Linked DNA regions of Rattus norvegicus: all the other regions are linked to region 3. A link is a contact called in public Hi-C and HiChIP or PLAC-seq data. All regions are on one chromosome and are shown on one strand. Each heading gives the region's core, a stretch centred on a gene start, on an enhancer-like site or on the middle of the called end of the contact. The rest is flanking DNA. Distances are from core to core; before and after follow the strand shown.

What was found. A called contact is a pair of places that touch in the nucleus more often than the background predicts. HiChIP or PLAC-seq counts read pairs in DNA pulled down with a chosen protein or histone mark.
Region 1: a Hi-C map of Schwann cells shows a contact between it and region 3, with 8 times the contacts expected there. The contact joins two enhancer-like sites. A contact is called at or near these places in 10 of 12 Hi-C or Micro-C datasets (the Rat2 cell line, Schwann cells, frontal cortex and 6 more).
Region 2: an H3K27ac HiChIP or PLAC-seq map of oligodendrocytes shows a contact between it and region 3, with 5 times the contacts expected there. The contact joins the promoter of Gnaq here to the enhancer-like site in region 3. A contact is called at or near these places in 6 of 12 Hi-C or Micro-C datasets (the A7r5 cell line, the Rat2 cell line, Schwann cells and 3 more) and 1 of 1 datasets of contacts at active chromatin or transcription factors (oligodendrocytes).

Annotation. Positions count from the first base shown.
Region 1 is chr1:223,305,894-223,309,897 of GRCr8, reverse strand. The region is part of intron 2 of Gna14 (G protein subunit alpha 14); the gene reads right to left. Among named protein-coding and RNA genes, the nearest start is that of Gna14, 170 kb to the right of the region's middle. Within about 2 kb of position 2,162, at least 5 of the 93 cell types and tissues checked have an H3K27ac peak or open chromatin away from gene starts, as enhancers often do. A contact at or near this core is called in Schwann cells, where this site is marked.
Region 2 is chr1:222,850,992-222,854,667 of GRCr8, reverse strand. It overlaps Gnaq (G protein subunit alpha q), which reads right to left and starts at 2,215. Exons shown (of 7, transcript NM_031036.3): 1 at 1,985-2,215. The coding sequence starts at 2,120.
Region 3 is chr1:223,054,212-223,058,077 of GRCr8, reverse strand. The region is part of intron 5 of Gnaq (G protein subunit alpha q); the gene reads right to left. Among named protein-coding and RNA genes, the nearest start is that of Gna14, 86 kb to the left of the region's middle. Within about 2 kb of position 2,182, at least 34 of the 93 cell types and tissues checked have an H3K27ac peak or open chromatin away from gene starts, as enhancers often do. A contact at or near this core is called in Schwann cells, where this site is marked.

The DNA of each region.
Region 1 (4,004 bases), core at 913-3,412, 250 kb before region 3:
ACACAGATACACAGAGGCAGCGGCTTTCAGTGCCTTCCTCTCCACTCCACAGCATGGTCCCTGTAATGAATTCACCATTCCAGGGCAGTCTCAGTCAAACCCAAAGTGATACACCGATGCCTCCATTAAAGTTCTCCTGATTCTATTTACAGTCGGAATTCCCTGTCATCGTGGGTTCAGGTGAAACAAACATCTTGGGCATCAGTGTCTCTAAATTATCTTAGCAATGATAATCTTAGCCAGTCTCACTGCTTGACCTGTGAGTAGTCCTCCATGCTGAACCTGGGCTTGCTTCTGGGACTATTCAGCCCCTCTCTTGGATATTTTAATACAGAAGTGTCTTTGGGTGGGAATACACCAGACCCTTACACAGATGTTAAGAGATCAAAGAAAAAAGAGCAACTAGAGTTAGAGATGGGTAGAGGGATAGGTTCATATTTCTACCAGAGGATACGGAGGGATGGAAGAAGGGTGCTGTTCACACAACCCCTCACACCTTTGCCACCACAAACCTGGCTGTGCTGGCCATTACTGACAGCACTTCCCAAATGGGGGCGGGGAGCAGGGATTCTCTGCTACACCACATTTCGCAAGACACTCCTTCTCCTAAGAACCTTCGAGTTCTAGGATGGAGAAGCGCATTGAAGGCATAAGGTATCAGAGAGCATCTGGAAGATGGACTCCAATCCTTGAGTTTGTAGTTGACTCCGAGTGTTCTCCAGGAATACTTTCCAGAACCCCCACACCCCATGAATACTAAATCCCAAGGACGACCAAGATCCTCTTTAAGATTTCAGAGCATTTTGTAGGACCTGCTCACACCCCGTAAACCACCAATGTAAATGCTTTCACGAGTTGTTATATGTCTTACTTAGACACTTGTGTCCAGGCTGAGGTCCATAGGACACATGCAACTCAGGACAGCTATGACTACAGCCTAACCCGAAATCACAAACTTACTACAAACAGGGTGTTGTTGTTATTGTTGTTGTTGTTGTTGTTGTTGTTGTTGTTGCTGCTGTTGTTGTTTTTGGTTTTGGTTTGTAACCTGATTGCCCAACTTCCATGCATGGTTTTTGTAGATGATGTCATGTGACAATCTCTAAAGGCCAGATACTCCTGGAAGGGAATGATGACAAAAGAAACAGTCATATGGTGGCTCATGCCTTTAATCCCAGCACTGGAGAGGCCGAGGCAGGCAGACCTGTGAGTTCAAGGTTAGCCTGGTGTACACAGTAAGTTCCAGGACAGCCAGGACTATACAGAGAAACCATATCTCAGAAAACACTAAACGGGGGAGGTGTCTGCGTGTTCAGAACAGGCCCTGGGTTTTATGTTTTAAGTATTTTAAACCTAAGGCAGTTTGAATCCACCAAGACAGTGGAACCCACCAGAAGCAGGGCTCACTATGTGGCTGAAGAAAGCTGCCCTTCCTGTGATCACTTCTTTGGGGTTAGTTGGGCCGCATGTGCCTAGAGGCCTCGTGATGTGTCCCATGACAGATAGGGTTTCCTGCCACCAACTTGCTCCTCCTCGTCTGGCTCTGGAGTGGCCTTAGTTTCAGCTTTGTTTGTTTTACAGGAGACAGTTCAGTCCAACAAACATAAGATCTGCTCTTTCCCTCTCTTTCAGTGTCTGTTCTTTGTCCGGATATGTACCCTGATACCCACGGAACGCTGACATTTGTTTCACGCCCCTGCCCAGTCCAGTGGGAGTCCTTGTAGGGTGGGGCGAGAAGCTTCACGGCACACTGTTATTCTGGGACCCAGGCTCACAGCAGCAGGTGACTCTAACAACATCCTGGGTCCTGGAGTCTTCCATGCCCGCAGAAGAGTGGAAAGAGCAGGGAACATCGGGCAGAAGTTCTGTGAACTGGGTCTGGATGCTGAAGACATCACGTCTAGACACAGTTCAGTGAGCCAGGGTTGGTCGAAAGTGTCCACTGAGTATAGAGGAGGCAGGGGAAACCGGGCTGCCTGTACTCAAATGGAAAAGAAGTGGAATTGCTTGAAGGCAGAGTGATGTCTACGCTACTTAGAGACTCACAAAACCTCTTTTGCCAAAGTGACTTCTGAAACATGAATGATTGCAGTGTAGTTGGTCAAAATGGAGCTGGTGGACCAAATCCAGCCCCTGACTCAGTTTGTGAATAACATTCTTCTGGAACATAGCCTCGGCTGTCACACCGTCTCCTTTCACACTGACCACAACAGTGCCAAGTTGTTGGGTCAGAACCCAGATGATCTGCAGGGCTTTAAACACTTCTATGACCCCCCCCCCACACACACACATGCACACACACATGCACAAACGCTTGTGACCCCTGGAAACAGCTGGATAATTAAATTCACCCATGTAGCACACCACTGTCCCCCTCTATATATCTGAATTCATTCATCTGGGGTCTGTTTTATGAAGGAATCATTCTCCATTGGGTGTTGTGTTTTCTTTTCTTTTTCTTTTTAAGACCAGAATATATTTTGGTAGGGTAAGGTATGGTGAGGTGGGAGGGGTGCCTCCGCGGTGGCCCATGCTGAGGTATCCCTTCCCCCTGAGGTACCAACCCCAAGGTGGTATAGTATAGAATAGAGTTTATTTAGGCCATGGGAAGGGGAGTTGAGAAGGGAGTAGGGGCAGATAGAAGACATACATACATACATACATACATACATACATACATACATACATACAGACAATGGAGAGGCTGGAAAGGGGGAGGGGAAAGGGGAGAGAAGGAAAAAGGGGTCAAGGAGAGAAGGGCGGGGGGGGGGTAGAAAGAGTTCTCCTTTGCTAGATTTAACAAAGAAAATAAGCATTTCTACCTCCAGGTGAGGTAATATTTTGTGGCTAGGCAGAAACTGCCTATTTCATCTACAGACTGATACTGTCCAAAAAGGGACACCTTATGCAGAATGGTTGACTGATAATTTTGCCAAGACAGAATTATCAACCCTTCAAGATTTCTGCATTTCAAGGGTCTGTCAGTTGATTTTGGGTCAGAAGGCTGAAGATTTGCGCTCACATGTGGCTAACAGAGGACTGTGCTAGTGGAGATTTGTCTCTACAACCTCTCAGCTCTGGAAGCTGTGTTAGGCTTCCTATGTGTATAGATATTTGGTCATTCTCAGATTTCTGATGGGGTTGAAGACTGATTACAGTCTCATAGCCTATCAGGCTATTTGACTTTGAAAATGCATATCTTATTAGATAGCTATCAGATAGTATACAAGCTAGCCAGAATATAACATAGATTTTAAGCCTTTCTTAAGCTGGAATGGATAACTAAATGTTCTGTTTAACTGATAAAGTGTTGGACTGGGTGTTAGATATATTTTATGCTTTTAATTACAAAATGATAATAGCTGTGCTCAGCTTATATTTGAAAGAAAAGTTTTTTTTAATTAGACAAAAAGGGTTAAATGTAGGATGTCATTATATAGGTGAAGGCAGGTACAAGATAGAATGAGGCCTGTCATTGGACGAGAAGGAAGGATGGGCGGGAGAAAAGTTTTAGAGAGGGGAGGAGACTGGAGAAGGTAGGAGAAGCAGCCGAGAGACCATGGAGGCTGATGTTAAGGTTCCTCTCCGCACATTCATGGGTTTTTATGAATGTTCTTAAGGGATGGATGTGTACAGGGCTTTGTATGTCTAGTGGTCAATTATATCTTATCAACTGGATCAGAGGTTATTATTGTGTTGTGTGTTCTTTCATGTGGCGATTTAATTGAATTCAAGAGAGTGTGATGACTGGAGACATACGTATGTCTGGCATGGTGGCAGCCTGCCTTGGGAACTAGATAGATAGAGAGATTGTTGCCAGGCTCAGAGAGAAGCCACCGGCAGTGTGATATGGGATGGAGCAGAGCGGGTGAGAGGCTTTGCTGACTGAGATGAAGACGTCTACCAGAGAGCTTGGGGCACTGCGGTGCCAAACCTAGTGCAGGGTAAAAGACAGCATTTTTTTTATAATTTTACAGCAACATTTATATTTTAAAAAGAGGAAG
Region 2 (3,676 bases), core at 966-3,465, 200 kb after region 3:
GTGCTGAATCAACAGCAAATTTTCTACCACCTCCACCAGTCTGTCTCTGATGGGTGAGGTGGGGCCATGTTTAAAGCCTGCTTCAATCTATAATCAGTGAGGGAGGGCCGCCACACACTTACACTGACCACATTTTTAGCAGTAGGACTGGAGGGATTTCCCCTCAGGAAATCATTCCCATGTTCATTTTTTTTAAAGCATAGCATATTATTAAAATAAACAGCATGTAATTAAGTATCTCTATAAGTGTATCCCCCTCTCAGGCATTTAAACCTAGGCCCTCTGACAAACCTAACTCATGGCTGCCTGGAAACCTCGAGCTGTCAAATTTCAGGCAAATAAGTTTGGTTAACTAGACCTCAAATGCCCTGTTCTTAGCTAAACACAAACATATGAAGATTGTAAACAAAGGAAAATTAAAAGCCAGGTCTAAGAGAAAAATCTCTAAAACACATGTTTTCCCTCTTAATTGTATACTGGAACACCGTATATTTATTCCACTTGCCCTTGCTTTTCCCTTCTCAATTTAAAAAAAAAAAAAGAAAGAAAGAAAGAAAGAAAAAGATAAGGCATTCCATTTTCAGCCATGAGAAGAAACAGAAATGATGAGGGTGGTAGACTTACCCAATTTCCCCACTCCCCTTGCCTTATTCCCCTAAAACCCACCTTTTTATTCAGCTCCTTGCCTTCTGTACTGTATGAACACTTTATATGTGCACATTTACCTAACTGGATTTCAATAAAAAAAAAACCTACGCTGGGGAAGGAAATAGCATTGGTAGCCATTTGTGATTGTGATATTTTGCTCCTGACTATAAGTGATCCAGTACATAAGCAGTTCGGTCCCCAAGGTAATGGGTTCCTGGAGCCAGCAGATGGACTGCTCCAGATAGAAAAGAAAGAGGGGAGGGGGGACTTCTCAAATCCCAACCAACGAAGCAATATCCTCTTCTTACAGAAATGTTTGAGAAGCGTTATTTTTACTCATACAAATAAACACAAGTGCAGACATTTTTCAGGCCTGTTCCTGCAAAGCAGTTCATGCTTCCTACCACAGTAGCAATAGTTATGTCATGCTAGCTTGTACATGAACCCTGATCGCTTGATTCCAAACATCCTCTCAGAGATAATAATCAATATAATTCCTATTTGAAAATAGCATTTTCTTCTTAATTTCGTGTTAAAGCAGAATGTTGGATTGTCATTTAGAAAAAAAAAAAAAAAGAGATCTGAGGGAAATTTTCTCGAACTCTTCCCGTTTTTCTTGGAGCCCAGATGGCAAGATACTAAAATGTCCGTTTTAAACAAAAGGTTTCTGTTTGTTTCCAGGAGAGTAACTGAGAGGCTGTGCTGGTTTCCAGTAGAAACTGCTGTGAATTCAGGCATACATCTGGGTCGCCTCATTAAACAAAAGATAGCCGTCTGCTGTCAACAACCACACAGTACAACACTCCCGGATCCTTCATCTTTATCCAGAAGGAATGGTGCAGAAGAGACGCCTGTCACCATCCACTGCCCATGCAACTCTCTGGGGTCACTCCTGTCAGTGGCCTGGTGGCTACAGTGGAGCACATTTGGGCTAGTCTTCCCGCCCCGCCCCTGCCCAGTACGTTAACCCGGGTTTCTTTGGAGCGCCAGCCAAGGCTTCCTCAGCACCTTTCCTAGCTGAATCCAGACCCTAGTCTGCTCCCCGTTTCCACCCTTCCCTCTCCACCCTACAACGCGCCACAATGGACGCTGGCCTGCCACCGCACTGCACGCCATCGCCCACCCGCGCCGCTCGCGCGGACGCTCAGCCGTCCCGCAGACGCGGCGCACAGAGCACGGCCCTAGCTGACACCGAAGGCGCACACCGCAGCTCCGGAGCCCCGGCCCTCGGCCCCTGTGTGCGCGCGCGCGGGTGCGGGTGCCGACCGGGAACGCGCGCGGGGAGGGCAGCGGCGAGCCGGGGCGGGGGGCACCAGGGCCCAAGGGCCGCACTCACCCAGCAGCAGCAGCTTGAGCTCCCGGCGGGCGTCGCGCTTGTCCCTGCGCAGCTGCCGCTCGATCTCGTCGTTGATCCTCCGGGCTTCCTTGGCCTCCTCGCTCAGGCAGCACGCCATGATGGACTCCAGAGTCATTCTTCCGAAGTGCCTCGCTGCAGCCCCGCCGGCGCCCTGCTCACACGCGCGCACACACGCCCTCCGCCCTCGCTCCCCCGAGGCAGCGGCGGCCGCGGAGTCCCGCCGCCCGGGCGCGCGTCAGGGACGAGCTCAGGGAGCCGCGGTGAGGACGGCGGCCGGGCCCGTAGCCCAGGCGGGCCGGGGACGAGCGGGGCCGGGGGCCTGGGACGCGCGAGGAAAGGCCGCCGCGCCCGGCCGCGCTCACACGCCGCCTTCTTGGAGAGCGCGCGGCCCTCCAGGCGCCGCTGCCGATGCTGCCCTAAGCTGTGCGCCCAGCGGCCCGAGCTCATCCACCGAGGCGGCCCAGCAGCGAGCGACCGCCGACGGCTCCGCGCGCCCGGCGCGCCCGCTCCTCGCCGCCGCCTGACTCGGCTCCGGGCGCCCTCGGCCTGCCCGCGCCCACTCGGCTCGCGCGCAAACCGGGCAGCCGGCCGCCGCGCGCTCCCCGCCTCCGCCCCCGCCTCCGCCGGACGCCCACCCGGCCCGATTGCCAGGCGCGCCGCGGCTGCTCAGTGCTCGCCCTCCCCCTCGCCACACACACACATTTTCTCCTTTCTCTGAACTGGAGCACAGATCCGGGAGGGAGGCGGCGGCGGGAGGAGGGCGGGCGCAGGGGGCGGGCGCAGCGCAAGGGGCGGGGCCGAGGCCCCTCCTGGACAGCTCGCGCTCTCCTCGCCCCGCCCCCGACTGCCGGCCTGGCTCGCCCGCCGCTTCCCTCTGCGCGAGCCCGGGAGCAGCGGTCACGGCCGCTCAAGCGGGGCCGGCCGGCCGGCGAACACAGTCCTTTGGCTGCCGCGGGCCGCCGGGGCGTGGTCGGCGAGAATATGGCGTCCTCGGCCTGCCCTCCGGCCGCTGGCGCGGCGGGAGCCCTGATGGGTGCCCACGCGCTGCACCCCAGGCCTCTCTACAGCCCTGCTGCCCTTTCCTATTTCTAAAACGCCATTCCGGAAAAACTGCCTCAAGTGGCCTCTGACTCCAGATCTGTCTTAGAAAATGGGATACTCTTTACTAGGAAAGAGAAAGGATTGTCACCGGCTCGCTGGGGGTTACCAAGAGATCTGTGGACGGAACTGTCCTCAGTATCTCCAGATAGGAATCTGAATCCTGAAGAGAAAAACCCAAGTTTCCAAGAGCCTCCTGATCTGTTCCAACTTTTCCGGTCACTAAGGTGATTTCTGTTTCCCTACCAGCACACTATGTTAAAAAGTCTGATATTATGAGCTTGACCCTTCTACACCGTGACAGTTAAGGATGATTTCTGGGAGATCTCCAAATAGTACAGAATGAAATGAAAGAGACGGATATGGTGTGTCATAAACTCCACACTCGACAGGCTGAGGCAGGAGAATTGCTTCCTGAGCAGTATGAAACATTGTATCAAAGAAAAGGGGGAGGGGAGAGAATAAAATAGGAAAAAGTGGAGAAACTAGTACCATTGGAGCAAAATTCTACTTGGTTTTTACACTTCTAATTTGAGATGGTTTACTAATAAATAGAAAAAGTCTTGATCACTC
Region 3 (3,866 bases), core at 933-3,432:
TGTAAATAATTAAGAAAAAATTATGAGAAAAACCAAACCAAACCAACAACAAAAAACCTAAGTTCAACAGATAATGAATGATGCACTTGTAATTGCACATGTCTGCATGTCCTTTCTCCCATTGCATGAGCGGAAAATGAGAACAGAGAACAGTCTGAGCAGTAAGCAAACTTCTTTCCCTTTGACCCTCGTGAGTATGTGTGCATGCAGAATTGGGAATTCACTCAAGTATATCCTTGGCTACACATGGATTTGGGGTCAGTTTAGGCTGCATGAGACCCTGTCTTAACCAACCAATCAAGATTGTTGATGATGTGAGCTATCATTTCCTTGAGATTTGTGTTCTAGGTAGTTTATATATTACTTACAAATAACATCACTGCTACAGTTTGAATCTGCAATGTCCCCCACAGGCTCATGTTTTGAATTCCCAGTTGCCAGCTTGTGGTCCTATTTTGAAGAGAGTGGATTCCTTAAGAAGTGGGGTCTGGGTGGTGAAGTAGACCTCTATCTCCTTTTCCTATCTCTGTGTTTCTCTGGTCTGGTGCCATGAAAAATCTGTCACATGTTCTCCCCACTATGAACGCTATCACACCTTCTGCCCTCTGAAACCAGGAAAACCTCTGTCGTTCGGTTGTTTCTGAATGCACTCTCTTCCAGCAATGGAAGACCTATCCAGTATCTTAAGTGTTTACATTAAAATAGTTAACACAAAGACAGTCACTGTTCATGATTACTCAGCCTGTGAGTGGGGCTAGGACTCAACCAGGACAACTGGACTCTTTCTACTTCCCTGTTTCTTAGTCAGGGACAGTTCTGAGGTACAACACCTTAAGTGTCCAGTATCCCAGAAAGTAAGTTTCTGTCTTACTGCTGCATGTATGTATGTGTGTGCTGTATACATGTATGTGATTGCACAGGTGTGAGGGCCAATGGCCATGTGGGAGTTAGAGCAGGATGTCAGTGGTCTCCATCACTTATTTTCTCCCTGCTGCCCCAAGACAGTGGCTCTCACTGAACTGGAAGTTCACTTATTGGACTAATCTGACATCACAAACTCTACAGAGCTTCCTGTCTCTGCCTCACAACACCAACATTACAGGTATGCATAGCCACACCTGCCTTTTTATGTAGATGCTAGAGATCTGAACTTAGGTCCTCGTGCTTGCTCTCACCTACTGAGCCATCTCCATAGACTATTCCTAGGGTTCCTAATTCTAAAACAATATAGCTCTATTAGTGTGGCCACCAGTGACTCTTGTTCATCACATCACACTCTATGAGACCAACACTGATTTTTTTTTCTTAAATGAAGTTCCCCAGTAACCTTTGAGTAGATTCCTTCTCTAAAACATTCTACCCTTTATCATCATCATCTTCTTCTTCATCTTCATCATCATCATCATCATCATCATCATCATTGTTACCACCACCACCACCACCACCACCACCACCACCACCACCAATCGTCATCACACCCTGGGTTCAATTTTTGAAACCTACAGGGCAGCTCAGTCATCTCTAACTTCAATTCCAGGGGATTCCATGCCCTCTTCTGGTCTCCACAGGCAATGCATGCACATAGTGCAAAGACATCCATGCAGGCAAAACATCCATGCACATGAAGATCAATAAAACCATAAAATTTTAAATTAAAAAAGAAGTAGCAAACATTTTATCATTTTATTACCAAGTAATTGTGTTTTAAAAGCTGTAATTCACTCCCAGGTTTCTCTCACGAATATATAATATACCAAGGTAAGCACAGTCAAGTCTGCTCTGTGTGAGCAGTCTATTTCAGACCAAGAACAAACTGTCAGTTTATTCTTGTTTTGTTCACCCAAACCAGGAAGTTTCAGAAACCAGAATTCAGCATGACCAAGTCAAAAGGACTAATCAGTTAGATGTACATATTTACAGGAATCGTGGAGAGGGCACCATGTACAGGCATAGACTGGAAAGCGAGTTTAAACTCAGTTAAAGACTAAAAGCTTAGTTTGAACACACAGTGATACATGCGGGCTATGTCTTGTTCTGGCTCTCAGAGGCTCTGAAATAATGTGTCCGTGAAAGGATTACAGCAGAACAGTTGGCTGCCTGCTGGTCTGTTAACACGGGGAACGTAAGAGAGGAAGGGAAGTCAGAAAGCAGTGCAGCACGATAGCCTTCGTTGTCTAGCCTACTGGTTCATGCTTATCTCCTTATTTGGAGACAAAGGAGAAAGACATTCATTCCCCAAACAATAGGAAGGCTGAGACTCGCACAGACAAAAGGAGATCTGTGCAAAATTGCAGAGATTAATAAACAACGTTTTCAAATAACCAAAAGACAACTAAACGGAAATAATCTGGAACATTCTCCCTGCACATCCCTGTATCTGTGTGTACTCATGCATTTACCATCTACCTTTTGGAGGGAGGTAGGTGGAGAAGGGAGCTAGGTTCTCTCACAGGCCCGGGGCGAGCCAAACAGTCTTGGCTTAGCTGGCTAGAAAGTCCCAGGCATCTGCCTGTATCCACCTTCTCAGATTACAAGCATGTGCCTCTATGCCCAGCTTTATGTGCATTCTGGGGACTGATGTACTTTACCAAACAATCAGCTCCCCAGCCTCTACAGAATGGCTTTGTTGTTTGTGGTCTACAGTGCATTGTCTATAGTTCTGCAGGATAGAAAGGCTAACAGCACTCACTCTCAGGTTTCTCTCACGAATATATACCAAGGTAAGCACAGTCAAGTCTGCTCTGTGTGAGCAGTCTATTTCAGACCAAGAACAAACTGTCAGTTTATTCTTGTTCTGTCCACCCAAACCAGGAAGTTTCAGAAACCAGAATTCTATAGTTCTGAATTACTTTAGTGGTTTAAGAAGTTAGAGGTAATGACATTTGCATGTTTTACTACAACTGAAAATTAAACAGATCACTCCAATACGAACGTGTGCTTCTGAGCATGTGCCTCACTCAGGGGCGCTGGCTATGGGCTGTACTTTCCTGTAATGCTGAAACATCAGCTCCAGGGCTACCATCAGGCTTGATGAGAGCCCAAGAAAAAGCTCCAAAGTGGGTCTGACTTACCTCACAGAACTAAAAGATCTAACAGAGAAACAGCACAGGTTATCCAAGCACTAGTCATCAGAGAAAACAGAATTTCAACTCAGAAAAATACCTTCATCAGATAGCCTGTAGGCATTTTCTGAATTAATGACTGATGTACAGAAATGGTCCAGCCCCATTTTGGGTGATATCACCGCTGGGCAGGTGTCCTCAGTGGCATAAGCAAGCCATGGAGAACAAGTCAGTAAGTAGTATGTCTCCACGGCCTCTTGCTTCAGCTCTTGCCTCCACGTTCCTGCCTCCATGCTCCTGCTCTGACTTCCTCTCATGATCAACTATAAACTGTAACATAAAATAAACCCTTTCCTCCTCAAGGTGCTGATGGTCATGGCATTTGTCATGGCAACAGAAAGCAAACAAGGACACAGCTTTATCATTTTAATCTGTGGCATAGTAAATCATCTTATGAACCAAAGGAACTGGGCCATGCTTTCACAGAAAACACCCACCTAGAGACTGAATGATGGAATGCTAGTAGAAATTTGAAGACATCTGATAAAAAAAGTCACTGATTGATAATATACTTTTATACCAGCCAGTCAGCCAGCCAGCCAGCCAGCCAGCCAGCCAGCCAACCGATTTCTGTGAGTTCAGGTGAAATCTATAATGATCACATAAACAAAGAACTTGACTGTTGTGCTAGACTCAGATGACAGGTTATTTAGAGAACTGACTTCTTTGATTATTTGCTAATTTTAAAGAGGCAAATCGCTTGCCATTAAATCACAACATGCAGTTCTTTGTGGATACAGTGCA